Regions from separate parts of the Mus musculus genome. Here all the other regions are linked to region 3. The links are chromatin contacts, called in public Micro-C and promoter capture Hi-C maps. All regions are on one chromosome and are shown on one strand. The core of a region is the stretch at or near the end of the contact, and the rest is flanking DNA. Distances in the headings are between cores, read along the strand shown. Region 1 holds the start of Suz12 (SUZ12 polycomb repressive complex 2 subunit). Region 2 holds the start of Cdk5r1 (cyclin-dependent kinase 5, regulatory subunit 1 (p35)). Region 3 holds the start of Abhd15 (abhydrolase domain containing 15). Region 4 holds the start of Crlf3 (cytokine receptor-like factor 3).

Region 1 (3,167 bases), core at 294-2,793, 2.5 Mb after region 3:
TATACCTATTTTGCAGTAAGAAATATTCTTAAATACAGACTAGTATAATGAGAGCATTCTAAAGTTTCTTCTTAATATAAAACATAACGTGGGGTTGGACTTACAGCTCTGCAGTTGAGAGCACTGGCTGCTCTCTCAGAGATCTCTATTTGATTCTTAGCACCCACCCTAGGCCTCACAACCACCTGTGACTCCATTTCCAGGAGAGGCAACATCCTCTTTTGGCTGTAAGGACCGCAGCATACGACCTTGGTGTAGACTTAGGCACAGGGTTCCTCTGTATAGCCCTTGCTGTCCTGGAACTCACTTTGTAGACCAGGCTCGCATCAGAAATCTGCCTGCCTCTGCCTCCCAAGTGCTGGGATTAAAGGTGTGTGCCACCACCACCGAGCATAAAAACATTTTTAGAAAGTTAAAATATAAGCAATATAAGCTGGTTATTTTGTCTAACTTGAAATCCAAGTTATTCAGAGTAAGCCAATTTGTACCAACAGACTTAGGTCGGGTCTGTTTATCTTTTTTTTTTTTTTTTTTTTTTGGTTTTTCGAGACAGGGTTTCTCTGTGTAGCCCTGGCTGTCCTGGAACTCACTTTGTAGACCAGGCTGGCCTTGAACTCAGAAATCCGCCTGCCTCTGCCTCTGGAGTGCTGGGATTAAAGGCGTGCGCCACCGCCCAGTTTATCTATCTTTTTAAACAAGACACTCAAAACACAGCGTTCCTCACAAGCTTTTGGCAGTACAATAAATAAAACTTCAAGAAATGTCTTTACTTCGAATCACCTATTTGTCTCAGAGAAAATGAAGTATCTACTTTGCTCGCATCGTGTTGAGAAGCCACAACCCAATTCCACAGAATCCCAAAACCTCACATCACTTAACAAAACAAAACCAAGTCTCCTTAATTTCTGAGAAACGGCCGCCACAAAATAGGTCGCTCCCTTTCGTAGGCGAGCCCTTCACGTCCGACAACCCAGTGGCTGCGCTAGGGGATTTCGGCCATGGGTGGCTTGGGGCACGTGGCGGCCAGGGGATCCGATCTCCTCCTGCCTCAGTGGAGATGAGACTGAGCACACAGCACCCCCGGGGCAGGTCACTTCCTGAGACCACACAGTCTCGGGATCCGCGGTGGACCTCCGCTCCTTTCAAAGGCCCCTTCGCCTTCAGTTTCTCAGTCACCCGCCTCTCTCTCCAGGGGACCTCTGCCCCCCTGGGGGCGGCGACTGACGAAGCTCTCAAGGCGAGAAACGGCTCCCAAAGCCGCTCGCGAGTCCCCCTCTGCCCACAATGCACCGGGACGAGCAGGAAGGCCGCTCCGACCCCTCATTTTCCCGCGAATTCAGTTCAAAGAGGCGTCCGGGCCCGCGGTCGGCAGCGCGCACGGGCCAACCAAGCCGCGCCTCCGCGAGAAGCGCCTCCGCGTGACTGACGGGGGACTCTGCGGACCAACGGGCTGGGCGGCCCGGCGGCGCGCGCTCCCGCCGGCCAATCAGAGCGCCGGGCGGGGAAAGTGGGCGGAGCGAGGCCAGGGTAGGGTGAGCGGCCTCCGAAGCGGAGCGGGGCTCGGAGGAGACACTTTTTTTTTTTCCTCCCTCCTTCCCTCCTCTCCTCCTCCCTTCCCTTCCCCTCTCCTCCCCTCTCTCCTCCTTCCCCCCTCGGTCCGCTGGAGCCTGCTGGGGCGAGCGGTTGGTGTAGCAGGCGCGCTCACTCTCCGGGGCCGCCCGGCGGGTAGCTGGCGGGGGGAGGAGGCAGGAACCGCGATGGCGCCTCAGAAGCACGGCGGTGGGGGAGGGGGCGGCTCGGGGCCCAGCGCGGGGTCCGGGGGAGGCGGCTTCGGGGGTTCGGCGGCGGCGGTGGCGGCGGCGGCTTCGGGCGGCAAATCCGGCGGCGGGGGCTGTGGAGGCGGCGGCAGTTACTCGGCCTCCTCCTCCTCGGCGGCGGCCGCGGCGGCGGCGGCGGGGGCCGCGGTGTTGCCGGTGAAGAAGCCGAAAATGGAGCACGTCCAGGCTGACCACGAGCTTTTCCTCCAGGCCTTTGAGAGTGAGTGTGAGCGGCTTCGAGGGCAGGGGTGCCCCTCTCCGGCGTTCGGGGCACGGGGCACTCCGCCGGGTTCTCGGAGAGTCCACTTGCTTTGGGAGTGGAGGGAGGACTCGCTGGGGAACGCCGGGGTCCCGAGCAGGTCCCTGACTCCCGGAAGGGTCGCCCCGGGGCCCCCAGGTTCAGAGCAGCCTTGGAGGTGGGGACGTGACGGTTGAACTGAGCGCATATAGATCCCGAGACGAGTTGGTGTTTTCGTTTGTGTCTTCCTTACTCCACAAGTACAGGGATTATAGTTGTAGGTTTCGGGGGGACGAGACACAGCCTGTCCGGAGATGAGTGTTGTAAAGCCGAGGAAATTGTCATGGGTCTGAAATGCGTTCGTACCCACTCTGGCTGCGTGTGAGTGAACACGCAGCATTTGAAACCTTTTAAGCTTTTCAAACCTTTCCGCCCATTTTATGGGTGCGTAGACTGAGAGAGACAGAATGGGGCAAGCGTCCTCTCCGTGGACAACCTTGGAGTTGTTTCTTAATTCCAGAACATTTTTTTTTTAAATCCCGGTTTTTCGTTTTAAAAGATGCGTGGAGGGCGAAACTGACTTTTTTGGAAAGGGGATCACACAGTGCCTGGAAACAAACAATAGAATTTATAAACATTATGACTATAAATAAAATTGTTACTAAGTGGGCATTATATCCTGATGGTTTTGCACCTCTTTTGTGTAGATAGTGGAATTTAGCAATCTTCTAGCTGGGTATTTTACGGCAACTTGAATGAAGTCAGCTTTGCCGTTGAATCTCTTTATTTACACTATATCCGTGGCATATGTTATGGGCTTTGGTATCAGCTGTGCTTGGAAAGACGTTTTACATTGTTTTAATACTCTTCCTTCATTTTCATTGATTCTTCGTGAAATTCTTATTGGAATTTAATACAAATCATTTCGATTTTTGAATATTGAAACAGATAATTGGTCATGCTTCAGAGATCGTTATTCTTTTGCTTAATATACTTTTACAAAAATCTGAAAAGCTTTTAAATATAATCAGAACTGAAGGACAGTAATGAGAATAAATACACTTGTTTGTACCTCTTCTAAGACATCTCATCTCCTTTTACTTTAACTTGAA
Region 2 (3,110 bases), core at 607-3,106, 3.0 Mb after region 3:
GTAGTTGGCAGAGGTTTTCGAAGGTAATGGGGTAGGGTTGGCCAGACAGAAGACAAGAGAGAACACGCATGTGGCCGTGCTGGAGAAGGCCCGTGACCTCTAGGATTGAATTGTAAAAGCTGGAATTCAGTTGCAGGCAACAGCAGGCCCGGGTCTTTCTAATGGGTGGATCTCTGCCTTTGGAGGGCTGTGTATAATTAGGGAAGTAGAACACATTTAACTTTTGCTTAATCCTGGAATTTGAAGGGGACCATAAGCATGAAGTCAGCTCAGAGGCTGGTTTTTAGCGGTTGCCTTTCCAGGTAGAAGAAACATTGGGGGAGCTGGTCTGAAAGGCCTTAGGAAGATGGCTTACAGCCTACTATGATGAAAAGGAAGAGACCCAGGGCCGCCCTACTGAAGAGCAGCTAGGGGGTTGAGTCTGACCCTTGAGGCTCGGTCTCAGTGTCAGTGTTGAGAGCGCTCTTGGAGAGGGTTTTCGTTGGAGCTGGTATGGTGGCTCATGCCTGAATCCTAACTGAACATTGAAGCAGGAGGATGGCAAGGTGCTGGCGGCCTGTGTCTCAAGGAAAGGTTCCAAGTCATGGATTAATTTTGAGCAGAGTTGTTAGAAAGCCAGTGTGACACTGGCCTTCATTCCCCGTCCCCCAATGTAATTATTTACTCTCCCCCTTCCCGGTTTGAGTTGAAGTCTCCATCCTCACCACAGCACGTCCTACTACTGGCTCTGGACCATACTCCAGAGCTGTGAGCTAACACTTCATTATTTCGTTTATAGGTTACCCAGTGTCAGGTGCTGTGTTCTAGTAATAGCAGGTACCACTCTGTTCTATGAGAAACATTGTTAGGAAGGGGCCACAGCGAAGCTAGCCATCCTGTGTGCTTGGTAAGGTCCTGGAAAAACTTTTTTTGGGGGGTGGGGTGGGGTGGTAACAGGGCAGGGCACTTACCTCTCTGGTCACCCTGGTCCCTAACCTGGAAGTACTTAAGCCTAATGACCTCAACAAGATTCTTGTTTTGGGTGTTTTCAGGAATTCTCTCAGGTTCGGAGTTGGGAGTCTGAGTTAAGATACAGGTTGGCTTATTTGACAATTTGGGTCTCCAGAACCAGTCCAGAATGAATGACTTGTAATTCGGCAGTGGCCTTTGTGAAGGACATGGAGGCTGATTGTGAACTATGTGTCGGTAGTCAGAACCAGATTTTCTTGCAATTTTACTGTCATCAAGTTTTAAAATGGGCAAATAAGAAACTGGCCTAAAGGCGCAGCAGCTTCAATTTTGACAGCCTCCGTGATAGGATCTCTAGGCCGCCCTCATCCTTCTGGCCTGGCTTTCCTAGAGTCTTAATGGGTGCCGGGCTTTTACGCTGATGCTGATTGCGGCTCTTCCTTTCTCCAGCGCCCGGGCCAGCTCTCCGCACCGCCCGCAGCCTCTGCCAAGGGGGCCGCGGCGGGAACAAAGGCAGCACGTGTCTGGGCGGGGCCCGCCCTCCGCCCCGCCCGCCCCCTCGCCCTCCCGCCCGCCCTCCCGCCTGGAGAGCTCCGCTGCGCGGCGCCGGAGCTCACGAGGCCGGGCTCCGCGCGCGGCGCAGGCACCTTCCAGGTGGAGACCCGGCTTCGCGCGTTCCCGCCGCCCGCGCCGTGTCCCGTAATGGGCGCGCCCACTAGAGGCGCCACCGTGCGCCGCTCGCGCTGAGGGACGCGAGTGGCGGCGACCTGGCGGCGAGACCGAGCGGGCGTGTGGACCGCGCGCGCGATCCGGAGAGGCGGCTTGCAAGGCGCGCGCCGGGGCGGGGCGGGGCGGGGCCGGCGGGCTCGCGGCGGAGACGCAGGCGGGGGCCGGGCGGGGGCGGGGCCGCGGCGTCTGCAGAACCTTGGACAGAAGCAGGGAGCCGCCGCCGCGCCGAGTCGAGCACCCGGGCCGCGGCGCGCATTGCGGAGGGCCTGGGACGCAGCGGCTGCGCCTGCCGCGGGAGCCTGCCTGACTGCGGGTAAGCCTGCGCGGACCGGGGCCGTGTGCGCGGCCTGGTTGGATTCCTGCTGCGGAGGCCACTGCGGCTCTTTGACCGGTGCCGCAGTGGAAGCACAGGCTGGGGCTCGACGGGGCCGCAGCCCGGGGGTTCGGGCCTCGGAAGTGCGAGCGGAGGGGCGCGGCGTGGAGCCCCGCCCGGGGCTGAGAACCATCTTGTTTTCCACGCAGATCCGCAGGACTAAACGCGTCGTGTCCCGGGAGCGCCTCCTTTCTCTCTGCGGCCGCTACAGGCTCGGTAAGCCTTTACCCCCCTCCAGCCGGCAGGCTGGGCGCGCGGGGGTGCCGGCCCCTGCCGGGCGCGCAGTGGCACCATGGGCACGGTGCTGTCCCTATCCCCCAGCTATCGGAAGGCCACACTGTTTGAGGATGGCGCGGCCACCGTGGGCCACTACACGGCCGTGCAGAACAGCAAGAACGCCAAGGACAAGAACCTGAAGCGGCACTCCATCATCTCGGTGCTGCCTTGGAAGAGGATCGTGGCGGTGTCAGCGAAGAAGAAGAACTCCAAGAAGGCGCAGCCCAACAGCAGCTACCAGAGCAACATCGCGCATCTCAACAATGAGAACCTGAAGAAGTCGCTGTCCTGTGCCAACCTGTCCACATTCGCCCAGCCCCCGCCGGCTCAGCCGCCCGCACCCCCAGCCAGCCAGCTTTCTGGCTCCCAGACTGGGGTCTCCTCTTCTGTCAAGAAGGCCCCGCACCCTGCCATCACCTCTGCAGGGACACCCAAACGGGTCATCGTCCAGGCGTCCACTAGTGAGCTGCTGCGCTGCCTGGGTGAGTTTCTCTGCCGCCGGTGCTACCGCCTGAAGCACTTGTCCCCAACGGACCCCGTGCTCTGGCTGCGCAGCGTGGACCGCTCCCTGCTTCTGCAGGGCTGGCAGGACCAGGGTTTCATCACACCGGCCAATGTGGTCTTCCTCTACATGCTCTGCAGGGATGTCATCTCCTCTGAGGTGGGCTCCGACCATGAGCTCCAGGCTGTCCTGCTGACCTGTCTGTACCTCTCCTATTCCTACATGGGCAATGAGATCTCCTACCCGCTCAAGCCCTTCCTGGTAGAGAGCTGTAAGGAAGCC
Region 3 (3,079 bases), core at 11-2,510:
CCAGAAGCCTTAAGAAGCCAGAGCTTTCTTGATTCCCGCTCTCCTTTGCCCAAGGAAACACTGGTCCGAGGAGCTACAGTGCTCAGCTCGGCCTCCCTTGCAAGGGAGCGCTGCAAAGGAAATCCAGCTAAGGATTGACGCCCAATCAAAAGTTTGAAACAGGCCTGCGAGATGGCTCAGTGGGAAACGGTGCTGGCCGCCAGCCTGACGACCAGAGTTTAATCTGTGGACCTAAGTGATTGAAGGAGGGACCTGATTCCCACAGATTGTCCTCTGACCTAGACACACACACATACACACACCCCTAAACAAATCTTTTTAGGTTTGAAATACATCAAAAAATAGTTATTTCAGGCCTCTCCCATGTGCCCGGACTTATTTCACCCACCCCTGCAGAAATGACCAGATGTTGATCTGACCTAAAGAACCACACTTCTCTCTACCAAAGCCCCACCGCGGGGCTAAGCATCCCTTAATCCTCTCCCTCAACATATTCGGCCAGACTCGAGCCTCTTTCCTTTCCTACAGTCCTTCTTGATAAGTAGTGGAGACGCCTAACTCTTGGAAAGCGTCCTTGGGGGTGGGCTGGGAAGGCCACAAGTGTCTACCGGCTAGTGCCCGGATGCCCTCCAGAGAAACGACAGCCACCTCCCTCAAACTCGTGGTCAGGGTCAGATGCTTCAGTCTGCCTCTGGCCAGGTGCAGAGTCCCAGCCCTACTGAGTTATCGCCCAGTTGCTGGTCCTGGCTGGGCGGCAGGGCCAGGCGAAGGAGAGAGAGATAACACGTCTCTAGCTGCAAAGGCAGCAGCGAGTGGGGAAAGTGAAGCCAGCGAGGGATCAGCGCTTTGCTCCCTTCTTGCTTTTTTGCTACTCCTCAATAGCGGATCCTGAGGGTGCAGTGACCCAGGGTCTCCCCTGGAGCCAGACTTCATTGAGGGCAAGGGTAGAAGCAGGCACCTCCCGTTCACCCAGGCCTCCAGCCTCACCCCCTCCCCAATCCTTTCCTAGCACTCCTTGTTCCGCTCTCTCTGGTTGGCCCTCAGGTCCTCGCTCCCGCTTTGTGGCCCGGCTCTCTTTCACCCTCTGCTCCAGCTTGTCGCAATCGCTGTACAAAGGGCTGGGGGCGGGAGTGGGGGGGCGGGCGAGGGGAGCTCGACCCGAACTGGCTGTCTCCTCCTGACCACGACCAATCCGGAGCGCGCGCGCCCTCCTGCTTGGGAGGACTCTTGACAGCCACGGGCGGCCGGGCGGAGCCGCGCGGACAGAACGAGGAGCCCGACGAGAGGACAGCTCCGCTCCCCGCAGCCCAGTGCCTCCCTCCGGGGACTGTCCTGCCAGGCCATGCCTCCGTGGGCGGCCGCTCTAGCGCTGCTACTGGCGGCGCTCGCCTTGCTCCTCCTGCGACCCTGGAAGCGCGCTGTCGGAGCGCGAACCTCAGTCCGGGACCACGAGGAGCAGGAGGTGGCGAGCGGAGGCCCCGCGGATCAGTTCAGCGACCGGCGCGAAGCGCTCCCCGGAGGCTGCAGCCTCATTTGCAAGCCGTCGGCGCTGGCCCAGTGCCTGCTGCGCGCTCTGCGACGCTCGGCGGCGCTGGAACCCAGCCCCCGCTCCTGGCTGTCGGGACCCCACCTGCAAACCTTCTGCCACTTCATCCTGCCAGTCGGGCCCGGGCCTGAGCTAGCCCGTGAGTACCTGCAGCTGGCAGATGATGGGCTGGTGGCTCTGGATTGGGTCATAGGACCTTGTGCCAGGGGCCGCCGGGTCACCAACCCTGGGAGCCTCCCTCCAGTGCTGTTGGTAATCCCCAATGCATGGGGACGCCTCACTCGCAATGTACTGGGGCTCTGCCTGCTCGCCCTGGAGCGCGGCTACTACCCGGTCATCTTCCATCGCCGCGGCCACCACGGTTGCCCGCTAGTCAGCCCCAGACTACAGCCTTTCGGGGACCCGTCCGACCTCAAGGAGGCGGTGACTTACATTCGCTTCCGACACCCGGCGGCCCCCCTGTTCGCGGTGAGCGAGGGTTCAGGGTCCGCGCTGCTGCTGTCCTACTTGGGGGAGTGTGGCTCCTCCAGCTATGTGACTGGCGCCGCCTGCATCTCGCCAGTGCTACGCTGTCGCGAGTGGTTCGAGGCTGGCTTGCCTTGGCCCTATGAACGTGGGTTCTTGCTGCACCAGAAAATCTCTCTCAGCAGGTGGGTAACGGGAACAGAAGTCTACAGCTCTGCCTGGTATGGGAACAGAGCTTTGTGGGTAGGTTGGGGCAAAGTTCTCACGAGGTTTCCAAAGCTGTTCAAACCCTATAATTGACATAGAGCCAGGAAAGTGGGTTTCAAAGCCATATTAGCCCCAGGGCCTCCGTTAGGGCCCCATCAGTTCATCTCAGTCGCAGGTGTCCTAGCAACCGGTGGTCAGCAGAGGCCTGCACCTGGCATTTACCACTTAGTCCATAGCTAGATAGGTCAACAAACAGGGCTCTGGAAGCAATTGCGGCCGATTATCTGTCCAGAATATTTACCTTCAGGCTCTGAGCCAGGAGGTGGCAGGAATGAGAGATGTACAGTCTTTGGTTTTTTTAAATCCTTCAATCTGACAGATGTTTTACATATTTCTAGGTGAGTACACAACACTTATTCCTGTGTTTGTTCTTTCTGAGTCAAGGTCTCATACAACTCTGGCTGCACAGCTGAGGGTGTGTGTCCCTGAACTCCAGACCCTCAGCCTTTGCCTCCTAAGTGCCAAAATTACAGGCATCAGACACCGCACACATAAAAAACAAAAACAAAAACAAAACCCAGATCTCCAGAGGGAGAACAGTTTTAACACCAGGCAAGACTGTCCCACAGAAACTACTTGAATGACATTTCCAGTCTTTCCTAAGAGATGGCAGAAATGAGGTCAGAGGCATTCTGGCAACAAATAGGAAAACCCAGGATATGGGATCAGGCCTGGCTGGGGTCAAATCCTGAATTTGCAGGGAATCAGCCAGCCCCTTTAAGGCTTGCTCCCCCTTCAGCTGAGTAGAGTTAATAACAACACCTCTGCAGGTGCTGTGACCATTACATGAAAGCACAGGAC
Region 4 (3,151 bases), core at 507-3,006, 2.6 Mb after region 3:
GGGATCTGATGCCCTCTTTTGGTGTGTCTGAAGATATCAACAGTGTGCTCATATATAAAAAAATAAATAAATTTAAAAGAAAAAAAAAAACCTGAGTGGTGGAGGCTAGCAAATATTTGAGTTCAAGGCCAGCCTCGTCTACAAAGCAAGTTCCAGGACGGTCAGAGCTACACAGAGAAACCCTGTTTCAAAAAAAATAAATGAATAATTAAAAAATTAAAATTTAAAAATGTTCGAGGGGGTGGTGTGGGAGGTGACTAAGATAAAATACACTGTATGCATACATGAAATTCACAGACTAAGCAGTACTATATAAAAGAGGGTATTTTAAACCTTTTTTTTTTAAATCCTAGATTTTCAACATTTATTTCAAAATAGCAGAAGGAATAATGCAGATTCTTTCCAAAGGAAATCCAGATGTCTGCATTGGAAGACCTTGAAAGTATTCACCAAATCAGGTTTAAATCATAAGTCGTATCTGGATTCTGATCCTAGTTCTAGCTCAACTGTTGATGCCTGGCCTACACCAGCTCTAGAGAGGTTTAAATTATTAGCAATGACAATATTCGAAGATTATCGCAGCACTACTTCACCATTTTCTGCTTCGGCACAGCAGCACTGGAGTTACCAGTGTGACGGTACCCTACAAAACTAGGCCTAGAGAAATTCTAATGAATTTCCATTTCCTCAAAAAGCATTAACTAAAGCACTTAATAGTAATGTGAGGATTATCTATCTTATCTAGCATTAGCAGGGGCTTATATCTTTTTCTGTATACCTTTGAGAGTGGAGAGGAGCCATGTGGCTTTCCGCTATCTCTGTTCGACCTTTCCTTGTGGAGAGATAACTGCAGTACTTGAAAGTGTATTTAGCCTCTTCTATTACCAGTCCTCTCTTAAAATCTGTTTTTCCATTTCCCTTCACCTTTGTATACCCTCCCTGAAACATCTTGTTTTGCTCCTTCTGCCCTTCAACATCCTTCACCTTCAGTTCTAGCCTGTCTAGAGATTACTCTAAAAGGTTGTTCAAGGCGTTCGGGATCTTGTGAGATGTTCAAATAACAACCCCCCCCCCCCCCCGTCCCCATTCATTCGGCATTAAGGTCACTGCTGCTCAACCTCTCCATTTCTCCTTACTTCTTCCCTCTCCCTCTACTTCGTCTCCACCTTTACTGTCCCCAGGTCAGTGCCCTCAGGCTTTCTAAACCGAGTTATCTGTCGCAGGTTTCCCCTGACTATGCCCTCTTCCTCCCAACTCTCTTTTCCGATCTTCACTCTGCGATCCCTCGGGTTTTGCTCCCGTGGTTCATCCTCGGACACCACCCCTACGCTCACCAAGTGCCCCGCGAGGCGGCTCAGGAGCGCTCCCCAAACTCTTTCTCAGTCCGCCAAACTTATCTTTCCCTTGAAGAACTCTGCAGGACCCACCTCCCCATGTCACGTCTCCCACAGGTCTGCGACCCACTTCCTCTGCTGAGCCTCGGGGCGCCCCCGCCGCGCGCGCCCACCCTCCGGCCCGCGCCCTCTAAGGCCCGCAGCGGCCCTCCGACCTGCCTCTGCGCCTCCCGCAGCCCCTGCAGCCGCTGGCCCAGCTCCCGCCGGTAGCTCTGCGCCGCCTCCACGTTCTCGCGGGCTTCCTGAAGCAGCACCTCGGGCTCCGGCTCCATCGCGCCCTTCATCTGGTCGCGCGGCCCGCCGGATTCCCGACTGCGCCTAGCTCCCGCGAGCGACCCCGAGCGGCCTCGCGCAGCGGAAGCGCCGCCCCGCCCTGCCCTGTCCTTCACGCCCCGCCCCCGCTGCCGCTTGATTGACAGACGCCGGGGGGTGGGGGTGGGGGGGACACAGGCACTAATGGCGCCTTGGTCTGAGTGAGTGAAACCTGCTGCGCCGTCTGCTCAGCTCCTCCTCCGGCCTCTTTGCTGCGCCCGCCTGGACACTTCCTCAGGAAACAAGTGGAGGCTAGAGTAGAAACACGTGAACACGTCTCTAAGTGCTTCCCACTTCTTATCTTACTGCACTACTTATCTGCCCTGCACAGTGGAGGAAGTGGAGGGACACAGAGGGGGGATCTACTCTCCTAAACTCAGTGCATGATCTCCAGGGCCGAGGCTACAGCTCTGGGCCTTAAATCGTCGCTGTACTACCTTCCTAGTAAATGCCAGCTGAGGCGGGAATTTTGGGAGGATACTTGACCCAGGCGCCACTACCTAGATACTCTTAGGAGGGAGGTGAAAGAGAGAGAGAGGCCCAAGTGATGACCAGCTGTACAGCAATCTTGGCAGAAGGCCAAGGCGAATGATGGCACGTTTTCTTCGGTAAGGGCCTCCCGATAAATATCTGCTGGCATGTGATAAAGTGTATGTTTCGCTGTATTAAGTAAATGGGTGTGACCATGTATAGTAAAAACAAGAGGAGCCGCTTGCTCCTGTGTTTCAGCCCTAAGAGAGGCCGGGGAAGGAGGGTTGCTTGGAATGGGGAGCAAAAAAGGCAGATTGGACAACAAGGATGTAAAAATAAACCTTTCAATACAGAATTTTAGATATGGCATAATAACTTTCACGTGTCACAACATGGTCTTTGTAATTTTCCCCCCAAACTATTAAAACGGTAAAAAGTGATCTGCTGAAAAGCCACACTAAAACTGGTTGGATTTGAGTCCTTAAATGAGCCATAAGCCCAAGGTGTGTAAATTGTCCTCAGCAGGATCAGACACGGTACAGGATTGTCTCAGGATTATGCAATGGATCTGTATTAGAGGCCAGATCGAAGATGTTCCAGGTCAGACTGTTCTTCCCACATGGGCGAAACATAGGGGCATACCCTCTACTCCCAGCTCTTGGGAAGATCTGGAACTCAGAACAGTTATCTGGTTGTTACGTAGTGAGTCTGGGAGAAACGTGAGTGATATAAAACACTGTCTGGAAAAAAAAAAAAGACACTTTCAAAAGTAGGGAGGGGGAGTTCCAGGCCAGCCTGGTCTATAAATAAATAAATAAATAAATAAAGTGGGGAGGGGAAGGAAGAGAGGAGAAGAAGAAATAAAAGAATACTTGAAAATAAGGAAAACAGCTGGGCAGTGGTGACAAACCCCTTTAGTCCCAGCCAGTGACAGGTAAATCTTTTGAGTTTGAGGCCTAAAGACTGAGTTCCAC

Evidence for each region. A called contact is a pair of places that touch in the nucleus more often than the background predicts. Capture Hi-C pulls out chosen DNA fragments and counts their contacts.
Region 1: a promoter capture Hi-C map of liver shows a contact between it and region 3, with 2.2 times the contacts expected there. The contact joins the promoter of Suz12 here to the promoter of Abhd15 in region 3. A contact is called at or near these places in 2 of 39 promoter capture datasets (liver and pre-B cells) and 1 of 9 other capture datasets (liver).
Region 2: a contact with region 3 is called in a Micro-C map of embryonic stem cells, with 5 times the contacts expected there. The contact joins the promoter of Cdk5r1 here to the promoter of Abhd15 in region 3. A contact is called at or near these places in 1 of 484 Hi-C or Micro-C datasets (embryonic stem cells) and 1 of 9 other capture datasets (liver).
Region 4: a promoter capture Hi-C map of adipose tissue shows a contact between it and region 3, with 2.7 times the contacts expected there. The contact joins the promoter of Crlf3 here to the promoter of Abhd15 in region 3. A contact is called at or near these places in 1 of 39 promoter capture datasets (liver) and 2 of 9 other capture datasets (adipose tissue and liver).

Annotation. Positions count from the first base shown.
Region 1 is chr11:79,991,563-79,994,729 of GRCm38.p6, forward strand. It overlaps Suz12 (SUZ12 polycomb repressive complex 2 subunit), which reads left to right and starts at 1,544. Exons shown (of 16, transcript NM_199196.2): 1 at 1,544-2,037. The coding sequence starts at 1,758.
Region 2 is chr11:80,475,167-80,478,276 of GRCm38.p6, forward strand. Cdk5r1 (cyclin-dependent kinase 5, regulatory subunit 1 (p35)) reads left to right here and starts at 1,857. Exons shown (of 1, transcript NM_009871.3): 1 at 1,857-3,110. The coding sequence starts at 2,343.
Region 3 is chr11:77,513,857-77,516,935 of GRCm38.p6, forward strand. Abhd15 (abhydrolase domain containing 15) reads left to right here and starts at 1,261. Exons shown (of 2, transcript NM_026185.4): 1 at 1,261-2,196. The coding sequence starts at 1,343. It also overlaps a transcript of Trp53i13 not described here.
Region 4 is chr11:80,079,235-80,082,385 of GRCm38.p6, forward strand. Crlf3 (cytokine receptor-like factor 3) reads right to left here and starts at 1,757. Exons shown (of 8, transcript NM_018776.2): 1 at 1,550-1,757. The coding sequence starts at 1,678.